3 separate regions of the Mus musculus genome follow, and all the other regions are linked to region 1. The links are chromatin contacts, called in public promoter capture Hi-C maps. All regions are on one chromosome and are shown on one strand. Each heading gives the region's core, a stretch centred on a gene start, on an enhancer-like site or on the middle of the called end of the contact. The rest is flanking DNA. Distances are from core to core; before and after follow the strand shown. Region 1 holds the start of Rab3gap1 (RAB3 GTPase activating protein subunit 1). Region 2 has its middle 53 kb from the start of Gm23056. Region 3 holds the start of Mgat5 (mannoside acetylglucosaminyltransferase 5).

Evidence for each region. Promoter capture Hi-C pulls out the DNA fragments that hold promoters and counts their contacts. Capture Hi-C pulls out chosen DNA fragments and counts their contacts.
Region 2: a promoter capture Hi-C map of the HPC-7 cell line shows a contact between it and region 1, with 2.6 times the contacts expected there. The contact joins the enhancer-like site here to the promoter of Rab3gap1 in region 1. A contact is called at or near these places in 4 of 39 promoter capture datasets (the C10 cell line, the HPC-7 cell line and liver), 1 of 115 datasets of contacts at active chromatin or transcription factors (bone marrow-derived macrophages) and 1 of 9 other capture datasets (adipose tissue).
Region 3: a promoter capture Hi-C map of adipose tissue shows a contact between it and region 1, with 2.3 times the contacts expected there. The contact joins the promoter of Mgat5 here to the promoter of Rab3gap1 in region 1. A contact is called at or near these places in 1 of 484 Hi-C or Micro-C datasets (muscle stem cells), 3 of 115 datasets of contacts at active chromatin or transcription factors (bone marrow-derived macrophages, memory CD8 T cells and pancreatic cancer cells) and 2 of 9 other capture datasets (adipose tissue and liver).

Annotation. Positions count from the first base shown.
Region 1 is chr1:127,865,910-127,870,871 of GRCm38.p6, forward strand. It overlaps Rab3gap1 (RAB3 GTPase activating protein subunit 1), which reads left to right and starts at 2,864. Exons shown (of 24, transcript NM_178690.4): 1 at 2,864-2,920; 2 at 3,016-3,071. The coding sequence starts at 2,903.
Region 2 is chr1:128,830,105-128,835,066 of GRCm38.p6, forward strand. No RefSeq gene overlaps it. Among named protein-coding and RNA genes, the nearest start is that of Gm23056, 53 kb to the right of the region's middle. Within about 2 kb of position 2,672, at least 115 of the 459 cell types and tissues checked have an H3K27ac peak or open chromatin away from gene starts, as enhancers often do. A contact at or near this core is called in the HPC-7 cell line, adipose tissue and bone marrow-derived macrophages, where this site is marked.
Region 3 is chr1:127,202,549-127,207,510 of GRCm38.p6, forward strand. Mgat5 (mannoside acetylglucosaminyltransferase 5) reads left to right here and starts at 2,438. Exons shown (of 18, transcript NM_145128.3): 1 at 2,438-2,879.

The DNA of each region.
Region 1 (4,962 bases), core at 1,614-4,113:
TTCATTCCCAAGATCTAAATAACTTTAAAAGTACCACAGTCTTTGAAAATTCTTACATGTTAAAATTTCAATCCCTTTAAAATATCCAATCTCTTTTAAAATCAAAAGTGTTTTTACATTTAAAATTCTCTTAACTGTGGGATCCACTAAAATACTTTCTTACTTCAAGGGGAAAAATATCATGGCACAGTCACAGTCAAAAGCAAAATCAAACTCCAACTGTCCAATGTCTGGGATCCACTCACGATCTTCTGGGCTTCTCCAGGGGCTTGGGTCACTTCTCCAGCTCTGCCCTTTGTAGCACACACTTTGTCTTCTAGGCTCTAGCTGCCAGTACTCCACTGCTGCTGCTGATCTTGGTGGTCATCTCATGGTACTGGCATCTCCAAAACACTGCTGTCTTCTGCTGCAACTAAACTTCACCAATAGCCTCTCATGGGCTCTCTTCATGGCACCAAACCTCAACTCCTTTGCATGACTCCTTTAGTCCTGGGCCATCAATTGGAACCGAGGCTGCAACTTCACTAATGGCCTTCCATGGCTTCTTACAGTGCCGAACCCCAGCTGCTCTTCATGACCCCCTCATGCCTTCAAAACCATGGTCAGGTTGTCACAAGAATATCCCACTATGCTGGTACCAATTTGTCTTAGTTAGGGTCTCTATTCCTGCACAAGGCATTATACCCAAGAAGCATGTTGGGGAGGAAAGGGCTTATTCAGCTTACACTTCCACTTTGCTGTTCATCACCAAAGGAAGTCAGGACTGGAACTCAAGCAAGCCAGTAAGTAACATCACTCCATGGCCTCTGCATCAGCTCCTGCTTCCTGACCTGCTTAAGTTCCAAACATAGTGGCACATGCTTTTAATCCCAGCACTCTAGAGGCAGAAGCAGGTGGGTTTCTGTGAGTTTGAGGCCAACCTTGTCTACGCAGTGAGTCCCACAAAAGCCAGAGCTACATAATAAAGAGTCTGTCTCAAAAAATTATTTAATTTAAATTTTTATGTATATAATTATTTTGTCTGCATGTGTATTTGTGCACTGTGTGCATTTCTGTTTACTATAGAAGTCAGAAGAGGGTGCTGAGTCCCCTAGAACTAGAAGTATGGAGCGTTGTATGTAGCCACGTGGATGCTGGGGACAGAGTTGGGGTCCTCTGTAACAACAGTCAGTACTCTTAACTGCTGAGCCATCTCTACAGTCCCCAACAGAATTCCAACTGCTAGTTAGCACTCCTGTCCTTCAGTGGTTTAAAAAGTAAAGCACTCATCAAATAGTATGTTCTTCTCAGAGTATATGTAACTTGTATGATGTTGTTTGGTTTTGTTTATTTTTTGTTTTGTTTTTCAAGACAAGAGTTTCTCTGTGTAACAGAGCCCTGGCTGTCCTGGTCTCACTTTGTAGGCCAGGCTTGCCTTGAATTAACAGAGATCTGCCTGCCTCTGTCTCCTGAGTGCTGGGATTAAAGGCATGCACTTCCATGCCTGGCTGCTTTTTAAAACAATAAGTTTAGTTGTATAGATTTTCTTTTCCTGGGGTTAGGAAAGGAGACAGTGGGTTTAAGGATCTTGGTCAGTGTTTATGAGTTGTAAAGTTTGAACAAGAGCTGAGGATGTAGTTCTGTTGGTAGAGCTTTTGCCTAGCATGCATGGTCCTCGCTTCTGTCTTTACCACCACACCATACAATCCAAGACGGTGCTACATGACTGCAGTCAGGATACTCAAAAGGAGGCAAGAGGATCAGAATTCCAGTTCGCTCTTCTCACCACAAGGCGTGTGAGGCTGGCTTATGAACCCTATCTCAAGAACAAAACCAAGGGCTTGAGAGATGGCTCAGTGGTTAAGAGTGCTCTTCCAAAGGTTCTGAGTTCAAATGCCAGCAATCACAAGGTGGCTCACAACCATCTGTAATGGGATCTGATGCCCTTTTCTGGTATACTCATATACATAAAATAAATATACTCATACACATTCTAGTGTAATCATATACATAAAATGAATAAATAAATCTAAAAAAAAACCCATTTGAATGAAAACTCAAAGAGGTTTTTAAATACAATTGTGACCATGCATATCTAGGGTCTTTGCCATATAGGACTACATATGCCCCAAGATATTTATGAATGTAGCCCAATACATCTGTGGATGTGAATGTCATGTAACAATTTCAAAATGTTCATCAGTTTGTTTTTGTTTTTTGTTGTTGTTGTTTTTTGTTTGTTTGGTTGTTTTTTTTCTTCCGAGACAGGGTTTTTCTGTGTAGCCCTGGCTGTCCTGGAACTCACTTTGTAGACCAGGCTGGCCTCGAACTCAGAAATCTGCCTGCCTCTGCCTCCCGAGTGCTGGGATTAAAGGTGTGTGCCACCACGCTCGGCTCATCAGCTCTTCTTGAGTCTACAAAATACTCTTATTATTTTTACTTTTAATTCTTTAAACAATACTTGTTAATTTTATTTCATGTGCATGAGTGTTTCGTCAGCATGTAAATCTGTTTGTGCAGCACGTGCATGCCTGGTGTCAGTCGAGGCCAGAAGCAGGTACAGGATCCCTTTGGACTGAAATCACAAATGGTTGTGAACTGCTATGCAGGTGCTGGAAATCGAACATAGGTCTTGTGAAAGCGCAGCGGGTAGTCTTAACTGCACAGTTATCCCTCTAGCCCCAACAGAATTTTAAAAAAAATATTACTAAACCACCTTGAAGAAGAGCGTATGCCACACTAAGATCTTTCTGTCTGGAGGAAAAAGGTCTTCCCACCTTCCAGCAGGCCCTTTGTAGGCGGGCCCGCTTCGGGGCCCCACCCACCACCCACCGAGGCCCCGCCCACGGCCACTCAGTGCCCTCCTCCTAGCTCCCTTCTTCCCGACAGCCTTCGCGCGGGGCCTGACGCTCCGCTCCGCAAGATGGCGGCGGACAGTGAGGTGAGTTCTGCGCCCTGGGTGCCTCTGTCACAGAGTTCTGCCGCCGACGTCAGTGGCCCGCAGCTTACTGTCTGTGCTCTTCTCTGTCCCCGCAGCCCGAGTCCGAAGTGTTTGAGATCACAGACTTCACCACAGCCTCGGAGTGGGAGAGGTGAGTAGTGTGTTTGGTCCTGTCTGGCCCCGGGCGGCATCACACAGGTGACGCTGGTTCGGAGGGAGACGCCCACGCTTCGTCTCTTCTTCCGCGCCACGGCAACTTTGGCTTTTTCCGCATCAATCATACAGACAGGTCAGACCAACCTTCAGACTCCGCCTTTAAAACAAGTTGTGTTGACTTCCAGATCACTTCCCTGGCACAGAAAACCATTTCCGAGGTCGTCCCCGGGTCTTATGCTTTCATGTCAATTTGCCTCAGTTGTCATCAAAGCCGTCAGCTAAGCAGCTGCTGTGTTTTCTTCCTGTGTTTATTGGAAGAGACTTTTAGCGTACCGATGACTGTTCATCTGTCATCCTCTTACCATCGTTATCCTGTCTTCGAGAAATTAAAAAATTAAAATTCTACTATTTCATACTTATAAATAGTATGTTTACATACGTCTTTGGAATGTTTTGATTCACAGCGTTACATTTTAAACTTGGTCCTGTGCCCAGACTTCCCGAGCTTGTCAAATTCAGATGAACAACTGCATTAAGGCGAACATGTTTTATCACCTGAGTGAGTTGAAAACTAAGTTTGTTGGCTTGATAGCTAGCTATTGAGGTTATTGTTGCAGTGCTTGTAGGCTTTACAAATGTGTGGCTCTCATATCAGTTGGTGGCATAGGAAGATATAAAAGATCTTTGAAATAGTAGTTTGACTTGTGTTCCCATCCCCACACTTCATCGAGTCAGTAAGACTTAACACACTAGCAAGACTTTATGAGGAAGTACTGTGTGCCCTGAACTATCCTAAGATCAGGGAAATCTATATACCTTTTAAAAACTCCAACAAATAGTTAAAATGTAAGCCAGTTGGTACTAACTACAAAGAACTAGTTAAGTAGGGAAAACGTGGACTACAAAATTGTTGGAGACATTTTTGTAGGGAAAAGATAGGAAATGCCTGCTTTGAAATTGGGGAGGGAAATGGAAGCTGGGTGACGTGGCACCTGTGTATAATAGTGACTACTGGCAAGGCTGAGGCGGATCACTTGAGCTAAGGAATTAAGACCAGCCTGAGCAATCTAAGAGGTACTGCCTTAAGAAAGGAAAGGGAAAATGGTTCAGGGTTTGGTTAAACATGAGAAGGGACTGACATTTCGAGACAAGTAAGTGAGGAATTATCACTGGGAAATAAATAAAAATGATACAGTGAGATCAGTTTCCAAAGCCAAGGCAGAGGCGTCGAGAGTTGGTGCACTTGACTAAAAACTCTCCAACTTGACTGTGCATCAGAACCTGCTGGTCTCGGTTCTCAGTGTTTCCCATTAGGTTTTAGGTCCAATCCCCAAATTTGCTTTTCTAACATGGTCCCAGGTAATACAGATGCCAGCAGGTCAGAAGACCATATTTAGAAAGCACTGCTGCTTAAAGTGGCAAGAGCTTTTGATCCTATGGTGCAAGGATTGTTTGGTTTAAGTTGTTACATTGTGGTAAAATGAAGTAAGCAGTTTACATTGATTCATAAAGTGGAACTGTAATTAGTTGGATAGAGTGAACTAGATTTAGGTAGATGAGCTTAATGTAAGTCTGAGGGGAAAGGCTCAATTATGAAACTTCAGGTTCATGCCTAAACGAAAAGATATGTATCAAGAGTGCTCTTTTGGGCACATTGACTGTAAAGTTGATATTTTGAAGGTAGTTAGAAAATGATGGTCTTGGAGGGTGAGTGGTAAGAAGACATTAATGATTAGTGTTTAGAATGGAAAAATGGCCATTTTCCCTGGTTAAATAGTTTAAAATTTCCTGAGGGGTGCTGGGGCGATGCTTAGCGGTTAAGAGTTCTGTACATTCTTCCAGAAGACCCAGATTCAATTCTCAGCACCCACATGGCAGCTCACAAC
Region 2 (4,962 bases), core at 1,422-3,921, 960 kb after region 1:
TGCATATATATTTGTATGTGTGTGAGAATGATGCACATATGGGTGTATGTACAGTATATATCTGTGTATATTTGTATGATGTATTTTATAAGTGTGTGCAGTATCAGTGTGTGTGTGTGTGTGTGTACATGGGCACATGCATGCATGAATTCATGTTTGTGTGCATATGCATGCATGCATATGTGTGTGTGCGTGCATGAGCACACACGTGCATGTGTACATGTTGTGTGTGATGTAAAGACACAGAACAACCTTGGCTGCTGTTTGTCATTGGCTGTCCACTGTCTCATTTTTCTCTTCCTGAGTCAGTCTCTTATTGTTCAGGAATTAGCCAAGTAGGTGATGTCAACTGGCCCGTGATCCCCCAAATCCACCTGTCTCTGTTCCCCAGCTTGGGGGGTTGTAAGCATGTGCTGCCTCACCTGGCTCTTTTTCATGGCTTCTAGGGTTTGAACACCAGGCAAGGCTAGCACTTGACCAGCTCACGTTGTAGTCTCTGGGCTGTTATTGATTGTCATTCCTCGTCCTCTTGTTCCCTACCTTCTGCTCCTTCAGACTCGGCCTAGGAAATGGCTTCACTCAGTGCTGCCCTTCATTCCATTTGTACATGTAACGTGATGGTTTCTCACTTCTGTGTTTCTCACATCATGTTGAGGTGTGTGTGTGTGTGTGTGTGTGTAATGACTTTGCAAATATGGAGGTGACATTTTCCCACTAAGGAAGTGGGTGAGGGCATATATTGACAGTGCTCTCAGAGTGTAGGTTGTGACCTCCCACATAGGTCATGTACCAGGTACTTACGTTATGATTCACAGCCATAGTAAACTTACAGTTATGAGGTAGCAAACCACGATGTTTTGGCTTGGGGTCACCACAACATGAGGAACTGTATTCAAGGGTCATAGCATTAGGAAGGTTGAGGACCACTGTGCTAGGGCCAGAGGTGTGTAGGACCCAGTGGTCACGGTGAGAATCGGGGCTTCTGGATCGCATCCTGCTCTTTGGTGGGTTCACCTCTCTGCTGTGTTTATCAGGATGTCTGCTCCAGAGTAGGAACATTTTCCCTCTGTTTATTGATCTGTCCTGCAGGTACTTGTCAGTTCCCTCGAACAGTGGATACGGCATTACTTAGCCCCTTTGTGTGCCTCAATTACCTTATCTGTGTCAAATGGGTGCAAGTAGTCCAAACTCACAAACATTTATGAAACGCTCGCTCTGTGTCAGGGGCCCCGTGAAGCTTCGGAGATGCAAAGATTTCAGGACAGTTCCCAGCCGCCATGCTCTAGGTAGCCCTCTCCTCTGGGTACTCATTCTGGTACAATATGATAAAGGAGTAATCAATTATAAATAGTAAAAGTATATCTAAAATGAAGGGACATGCCAGACACGGGGAAACAGAATAGACTATCAGCTTTGAATGGGTGGATGAGAGAAATGCTGACCAGGTTATTAGATTCTAGAGAGACAGTGCACTAGAAAGGCTTAGTGCAAAATGTCAAGGGCTGTGTAGGAAAGTAACTGTCAAAAAGGTGGTGGTGTGGGCCGGGGATGTGGGTTAATCAGAGTCATCACCTAGCTTGTAACTGAAATGCCGTGTTCCATCCCAGAAATTGGTTACCCGTGTGCGGTGGTGCACGCTTGCAATTTCAGCACTTGGAAGTAGAGGCAGGAGGATTTACGTGGTCAAGGTCATCCTTGAGCATCTGTTGCCAAACCTGACTCCTTGGTTGCCAGGGCTTGCTCACATGGTGAAAGGTGTGAACTAATGCATGCCAGTTGTTCTTTGACCTCCACACATGTACTGTAGCACACACATGCCCAGAACCCCATGCGCAGGAAAAATGTAAAACGCAAGAAAGATCACTGTGTGCTGCACAGTGAGCTGGAGGCCAGCCTGAGCCCCATGAGACTCTGCCTGAAGCAAAAGCACAAGTGTGGTGTGTGACTTGAGAAAAGTCAAAGAAGAAAGAGCTGGTCAGGGCCCCAGAGGGACCCTTCGTTTATTTTGATGGACCACAGCATTATACAAAAACAAAATTCAAGTTCATGGGTCTGTCTGCCTTAGCCACTCTGCTTGCAAATGAAGCTTCTGGCTATAGGAATGACCAAATCTAGCCACTCCAGGAGTGAGGACAGACTTTCTCAGTAACGTAGAGCATCAGAACTGGTTAGGCCTTTGTTGGAAGAAGGTGGGTGACGAAAGTACACACGCTAAAGAGCCGATGGGATGTGGGGTGGGAGGATGCGGGTGGGGGATGAGGGTGAGAGGGTCGGGGTGGGAAAGCCACGCCTAGGTCAGTCCTGTTAGTCCTGTGAGCCCTGACGGGCTGGTGAGAAACTTTTCTCCCCTGCAGCCTGCAGTTGAGGCGATCTGAGTCGTCATTCTGAAACAAGCAGTTAGCAAACAAACAACTGTCATAACGAAAGAGCGATGTGCGTAGAAAAGCGTTTCTCTGTTAGGGTTCCCAACAGCATGGGTCAAAGGACATTGTTCAAAGCAAAATAATTGTGTAGGATGAGAGTCTGATGTTATCCCAAGAGGACTATTTAAGCAAAGCAAAGCAAAACAAAGCAAAAGAAAACAAAACAAGCAATCCCTCTGTGCTTGGCGCTTGGCTCTTGGTTTTTGTCAAACTCAGAAGTCACGTAACCTAGAGGGAAACATGACCACAGGGCGCCCTCTGGTGTCGAGGCAAACCCACTACAGTCTGTGGTCTGAGACCCTGCTTGCTCCAGAGGGGAACATCTGATGTGGAGGGCCATCCTCTGTTGAAGTAGATCTTCTTTATGTGTTTGTGTGGGGGTGGGTTGGGGTGGAGGTTTCGGGGCTGTGGGGGGGGGGACAACACAGGCAAGCTCCGTGAAGGCTTCCACAAATGGCTCATTATTGGAATGGAAGAGTCTCACTAAATCCTAGTGGCCAACAGCTAACAAAACCAGAACTGTCTCTCCAGAGCTATCTCTCCTTTGCTGTTTGCTTCCTCGGCTTAGCTGTCATTAACCAGCAGGGGTTACTTTCTTTGAAGTTGAGCGAGTTAGACTATTGTAGAAAGAACAGTAATTGTGGCACCCCAAACCATCTGTGGGGTGTCCTCTTTGTGGCTCTGTGGGCCTCAGGAAGCACAGATGGAAAGAGGAAGAACAATTCTAACGTTCTGTTGTTCCCTCACCCCAGGAGGGATGTCTTTGCTGCTAATTGATGCACAGATGTTGCACGGCTGTTGGCATGGGTCCCTCGTGTGATAAAGAGCTGTCATCTCTTGTGGCTAGACCTGCCCTGGGCTCAGTTTCATGGCAGCACTTCATCCGACCTCAACTGTGGTGAAAATGAGGGCTGGTCCGTAGGATCAAATGACACTTCAGTGCTGCCCGGCTTTGTCTTTGTCTAAAGCTGACCGATGATGCCAGTGCCAGCTGGAGATGATCCCAATAGTTAGTCCGCAAGGTTAACTTCGCCAGTTTGTGCCCAGACATCCTTGGTTGTCCATGGGGTCCACTCTAGCTGTTCACTTGCATGTGTTGGGAGGACATAATACCTAGAGACTTTGCTAGTATCTGGGGGAGACCTACTGCAGCAGAGAACAGAGAAGGAGTGTGCTCCGTAGACTACAGTCTGAGTCTGCCATGGGAAGCGTGGTGGGCAGACTGGCGCTTAAACCATTAGAAGCTTCTCCTCTGGGGAGTCTCTCAAAATCGCTCTTTGGTGATGATGAGGAAGGCACCTGTGGTCAAGGCTGCATTGTTTGCACACAAGCTTTGAAGTCCTCTTTAGATGTTCTGAGTAGTCCCTAAGGAAGTGGAGAGGAGGGAGGTGGGGAAGGAGGGGAGGCTGGAGAGAAAATAGAACTATTTCTGAATGCTGGCTTCTCCCCACAGAAGAAACATGTCCAGACAGTTGTTGGTACCCAGAGGGAACCCATGTCTGCCTCCACCTCTCTTAAAGCAGAGTGTGTATTTTTCTCTTCACAGACAGCCTGCAGGGATCTACTACTGGTCCCAGTTTGCCCTGGGCCAGTGACTCCTGGGAGACCGCTATAGGAATGGGTCTCATGCAGATGCCCAGGTACCCCAGATGGAATCGATCAAACTGCAGTGGTCCACATTCTTTCTTTTACAACTAATCCAATCCAGATAATTCCAACATTTAAATAATCTGCACACTACATACTTTCAGCTAAAATATGAAAATCCAATGCCAGTAGTTGTATGATTTTGTAGCCTGTTATATTGTCAATGTTTCTATTTGAATGCCCAGACAGGGCTTGCCTAATATATCATGACAGCACGCTTTCAAAAGAATTATTTTCTATATTTGCGTGAGGGGTAGTACACATTTTGTGGGGACGGTCAGAGGACAACCCTGGGTGTTACAGATCCTTAGGCATCTTTCACTTTTTAGTGAGACAGACCTCTCATTGGCCTGGAATTTTGTCAGGTTGTCTGTCTGGCTGGCTACAGAACCCCAGGGATCTGTCTATCTCCACCTTCCCAGTGTTGGGATTACAGGTACATATTGCTGAACTGGTGTTTTACATGGATTCTAGGAACTGACTTCAGGTCCTCATGCATGGGATGCAGGCTCTGTATCCACTGAGCCATCTTCTCAGCCCACATTAAAAAAATATAACTTAAAGGCATCCTGAGGTCATTACAGGAAGTGGAAGAATGTGAGCTTCACCCTTGTGAACAGATTCCATCCCCATCAAAGTTCTTTCCCTGGGGGTCTTCAGGAGAAACATGGCTGGGAAAGCTTCCTTGGCCAGGGTCCGTAGATGCTGATGGTGGGTTTATGTATGGCTGGCACTGCTTATGTTTAGGAAGCTGATGTGTGCTGTCATCAAGAAACCGGCCATCAGAGACGTTTGCATGCCTCTGGGCACTAGCTGAGAAGTGACATTTTGGGATATCTCTCCACGATGAAGGATTCTTTTAACCCTCCCAGGAAGACATCTCTGTGAATTG
Region 3 (4,962 bases), core at 1,188-3,687, 660 kb before region 1:
ACCAGGGTATATAGATTAGATTCACCGAAGGGTTAATATACGCAGACTAGATAACTTCGAGGAAGTCACCGTCCAGGCTGGGGTGTGGCTGATTTGAGATCAACTTTTTTTATTGGTTCTGGGGATGAACTAGCCACCACTAGTTCATTTTGCCACCACTGTCCTCTCTGCAAGGAAGAGTCCCTTTTGCAATTATTCAGATAGTATATTCAGTCCCTTGGTATGTACATGTTCCTGTGGAGGTCAGAGGTCAACCTTAGGTGTTATTTCATAGATGCCCACTTTATTTATTGAGGCAGGTTCACTTACTTTTACCTGGAACCCTCCAAGTTGGCTATGCTTGCTGGCCAGCAAGCTACAGGGATCCATCTGTCTCCTGGGCCCCAGTGCTGGGATTACAAGCATGCTCCACAAAGCCTGGTTCTTTACATATGGGTTCTAGGGATGGAATTCAGGTCTTCCTGATCACACAAGCAAGCACTCTACTGACTGAAGCATCTCCCCAGCTCCAGTAAATTAATGCTTTTACTCTATCGAAAGAACAATTGAAGTAATATTAATTTCTCCCTAAGAACATGCAATATATTTATGTAAATGAAAAGAATAGATAAGAGAGATTATGCATATGTGTACATATGAATTTACTATTTTACTTATATCATATTTTATTTCTTTATATATGTATGTGCTTTGGGTTAAAGAATCTGAAATAACTATATAGAATATCCTCTATAAAGTTTAAGTGATGAATGTCTTTCAGACAACCAGGTTGGTACAGTTAGGAACGGTCTGGTCCATGGGACTTGGCTTTCTAAAGAATCTATTATGATTATAATCTATAACCAGCACAGAAAGTCCTGGCCACCAGATGTCACCATTTTTCTTGAGACACTTTTTTTGGCTTGCAAGGAAGAATGCCTCAGAATATTCCTAGGGTTTCCAGAAAAGCTCATCCTGTGCACCCCAATTTCCTCGGTGTCCTTGGACCCCACTTGGACTGTCTCTGACACCTGGAAGCTCTTCTGATCCAGAAGTAGCCCAGCCTCTTCCTCCAGGTGGATGTTAAAGAAGGGCTGATTTCATTTGTGTACATTCCCAGGGTGCTCCAAGCAGGAGACAACACCACAGGTGTGTTCTATGAAGGACCTGGGTGTCAAGAGCTCTTACTCACTGGCTGTGTAGCCGAGAGGGCTACTTCACAAAACGCAGAAGAGGAACTAAATTGTTTCTAGTGTTAAAAAAAAAAATCCAAAATTCTATAATCCCCAGGTTTAAAATAATTCTGCCGGGGATGTGGAGGGGGGCAAGTTAGGGTGAAATTAGCCTAAGAACGGAGCTGTGAAACAAGGTTGAAGAAATTCTGCAGGATAAACCCTTCTACTGTAACTGGATATAGCGATGGCTCACAGGAGCAGAACTTCCTGTCATTTACACCCCGGGTAATCCATCAGTCCACCCTCCTTCCATTCCAGACAACACTTAACCAGGATCTATAATGCTCCGTGATGTAAATGCACGGCCAGCTCCCTGGAGGGTGGCCGATTGAATATTGCTTGCTAGTCAGTGTTTCATTGTGGTGCCCTCAGGGCAGGAGATGTGTTTTATTTCTGTTTGAATTTACAAGAGTACGGTGTTAAGCTGTCCAGGCTGCTCATAAAACGCAGACTGAGCAGAGAAAAAGAAGCACATTAGAAAAATTGTGTGCCTACTGTGTACCAGTCACTGCCAAACCCTTTACAAATATTTCATTACATTTTCACAATAATGTCATGGAGCAGCCGTTATTGCCCTCATTAATAGAGCCGCTAAGAGGATCCGGATAAATGACTTGCTCAGGGTCACCAAAGCCAAGGGTGTGATGCTTGTAATTCCTGTACTCAGGAGATGGAGGCAAGAAGATCCAGAGTTCGAGGGTATGCTCTGTTAAAAGCAAGTTCATCGAGGCCAGTCTGGGTTAGGTAAGACTGCACCACCCCCCCCCCCCCCCATCACAAAATAAACAAATACAAATCTGTTCAGTTAAAAAAAAAAAGACACGGGACAGAAATTCCTACTGTTTTTGCCAATCTACTCTATAAAGTATAAAAATGGAGCTCAGGGCGTTTGTTAAAAGTTGGCAAGACCCCCTAAACAGTTGAGCCCGCCATCTCCTCCCCACTGGTTTCACTCCTGAAAGGTCCCTGTCCTGAGGAGGCCCAGAGACCATCACTCTGGAGAATGCACTGTATGTAACAGTAATTGTACCCTGCCCCTGACCTTGCTAGAGTATTATTTACTCAGCTCCCTCGGTCTAGCTCTCTGCCTGTTTCTCCTTGGGCTGCGGAATGGAGCGGCTTCAAGTCCTCCTGTACAGGGTCTAGAGTTTGCAGACGATCCCCGAGAAGCCGAGGCGTTCCGAATTGGCTGAGCGCTCTGCCGGGGTGGGCGGGGAATTTGCGGAACGTCCGTGGCCCGGAATCCCTTTGCCTTGGAGAGCGGCGCGAGCCTAGAAGCTGAGAGAAGTTGGGTAGGTCGATCCGGGAAGGGTAGCAGAAACCTCGAAAAGATCTCCTAACCATTCTGTCCTGATCGTTTGGACTCAGGAGGAACGTCCCTGCTTGCGTCTAGGGGCGGAAGGTGGACGCGCTGCGCACGGCCCCGACAGGGCTGGTAGTTTTCAGACCGTCCCTGCCGAGGCCCGCTCGCCCGGCAGCCCTGCGGCTCCCGCGGTGGCGGCGGCGGCCCCAGGCTCGATCTAGCCCAGGTAGCCGCATCTCAGTCTCAGGGGGCGCTCTGACCCCGCTCCTGGCTGTGCCTGGGACCTCTGTTCCTGGAGCAAGGCTGCTGGAGAGTGAACCCGACTGCTACTGATGGTGCTTCTGCTGCTCCCCTACTAGCAGGTAAGAGCTGCTGCAGGGTCGAGCGATCGATTCAGAAGCTCGCCATCCCCCTTCGGGGAGATGCACGGACTGTGGATCGCGGGGGGACGCGTGGGGGATGTTAGGGGAGATGAGGCAGCCCTTATCCGGCCCAACGCTGACACCGGGGGCTGCGTGGGTGGATGTTCTGGCCGTGTTTGATTTGGGACGGGGGTGGGAACCCCAGAGTACAACCGAGGGACCCGCTTGGAGGGTCCACCACCTGCTCAGAGGCATCCCCTCTCATGGGACCCCGAAGATCTTCTCTAGCCTCTGAGGCTTTTAGGCTTCCAAGGAACTGTCCAGAAGGGGCTCGGGTGGCGTGGGCTGGAGGCGAGAAGCTGAGATTGGCATTTTGGACGCTGGGACCGCGATGAAACCAGAAACCAGGATGCCAGCGTGGGCCGGGCTAGGGTCCTGGGGATCCGAGAGCTCAGCGTGAGATGTGCCTTGAGCCAGTTGGAAGGAAGAATGAAGAGTGGGACCCCAGGTCCCTGGGGAGAAGGGATATAAAGATCCAAAGCTCCAGGCTGAAAGGTCAAGAAGACCCTTCGTAACCTAGAGAGCCTTAGGGACAGCCCGCCCCGGCCGCGATCCTGCCGGCGTGCACCCACGACTGGGAGATGGCAGAGGCTGCGGGATGTAAGGGCGACACCCGCGTACACACTCCCCCAGAGCATGCTCAGTGCGGTCCTGGGAACTTCCTGCCGAGTCGCCAGGCCAGCCTCTTTGGTCCCCTTTGGGGCCGCAGCTCGCTAAATTGGGGGTAGGGGGTGTGCGAGTGGGGAATCTCTGTACCCTCTTGTTCACCCTTTCTCGTCCCTCGGCCTCTGCCTGGCCTGTGACGGGCACCAGGGTTCTGCTTTCCAGAGCCACTCTGGCCTCTGGAGACGGGGGCGTGGATGTCATACCCTTGCTCCCTGAGGGTGGAAGACCAGAGGCCTGGTGACGCGTCGGTCTGCCAGGTGGACCCACTCTCAGGGAACGCAGGGCGCTCAGTCGCGCCCATTTACTCTGTGATGGGAGCAGGTTGGGTGGAAGGGGGTGTGTGAGCCCGACAACATTCGCGCGCTCCCAGTCGATGTCACACACAAAGCCACCGCAGGGAAAGAGGGAAGGGGTGGCGCTTGTATTTTTTTGTTCAGTGGCTTTTGGAGCACTCTTGAGCTGTGTGTGTGTGTGCCTGTGCGCGCGTGTGTGTGTGTGTAAGTGTGTAAGTGTAAGACCCAGAGGATGCCTTCTGATTTGCTGAGGTTGCCTGGTCTGGATCTAGAGCTCAGTAATTCCTGGCAGTAGTTTCCAGGCCTCGGCTTGGTGTTTGAATCTGGTCCTGGGTGCCTCTGGGGCTGTGAAGTTGGGAAGCAGCAAACTGAGGTTTGTGTGGGTTTTCCCGTGTAATGGCAAAGTCACATCTGTAACTACACTTGGATATAAGGTTAGATCAAATTCGAATCTACCGAGTTCTAAGTGGAAAGCAAGTTCGTTAACTGACCTATCTCTAGTTTGTTGTCAAGACCGGTGGGATCCACCACCCTGGACTTGTGGGAGACCCTTTGTCCCTGAAACAGAGCTCTATCTCAGTCAAGAAAGTCAAACCATCTCATACCTGTCTTCTACGAATTTTCCCACCCTCCCTTAGTTCCTCTAAATCATTTTGTGGCTGTCGCTCAGTGCTGAGATGGGAAGGCTTAAGTCTGATTCTGTTAGGATCAGAACAAAGCTCTCCCCTTTAGAGGACATTTTAGTTTTTCTTCTGTTTACAATTTAATGTCCATATGATAAACTTACTTGATGTAGAGCTCTGGAAATAGCGAGAAGGGGTGAATGGGGCTATAGTGACCTGAGTACCCTTTTTAGGGACAGAGAAAAGGAGGAAGTGTCTGTCCCCAGCAACTGCCTGTGGCCCAGTTGAATGTCTGGGCAAAAGGCTTGAGTCATGTCTTTCCTGTGTCGGCCTGCCGTCCTAGTATGGGACATTTGAGACTAGAGTTAGTAGGATAGGAGTCTACATGGGCTTAGAGCTTTGTAACTATCAGAATGACTCTGTGTGTGTGTGTGTGTGTGT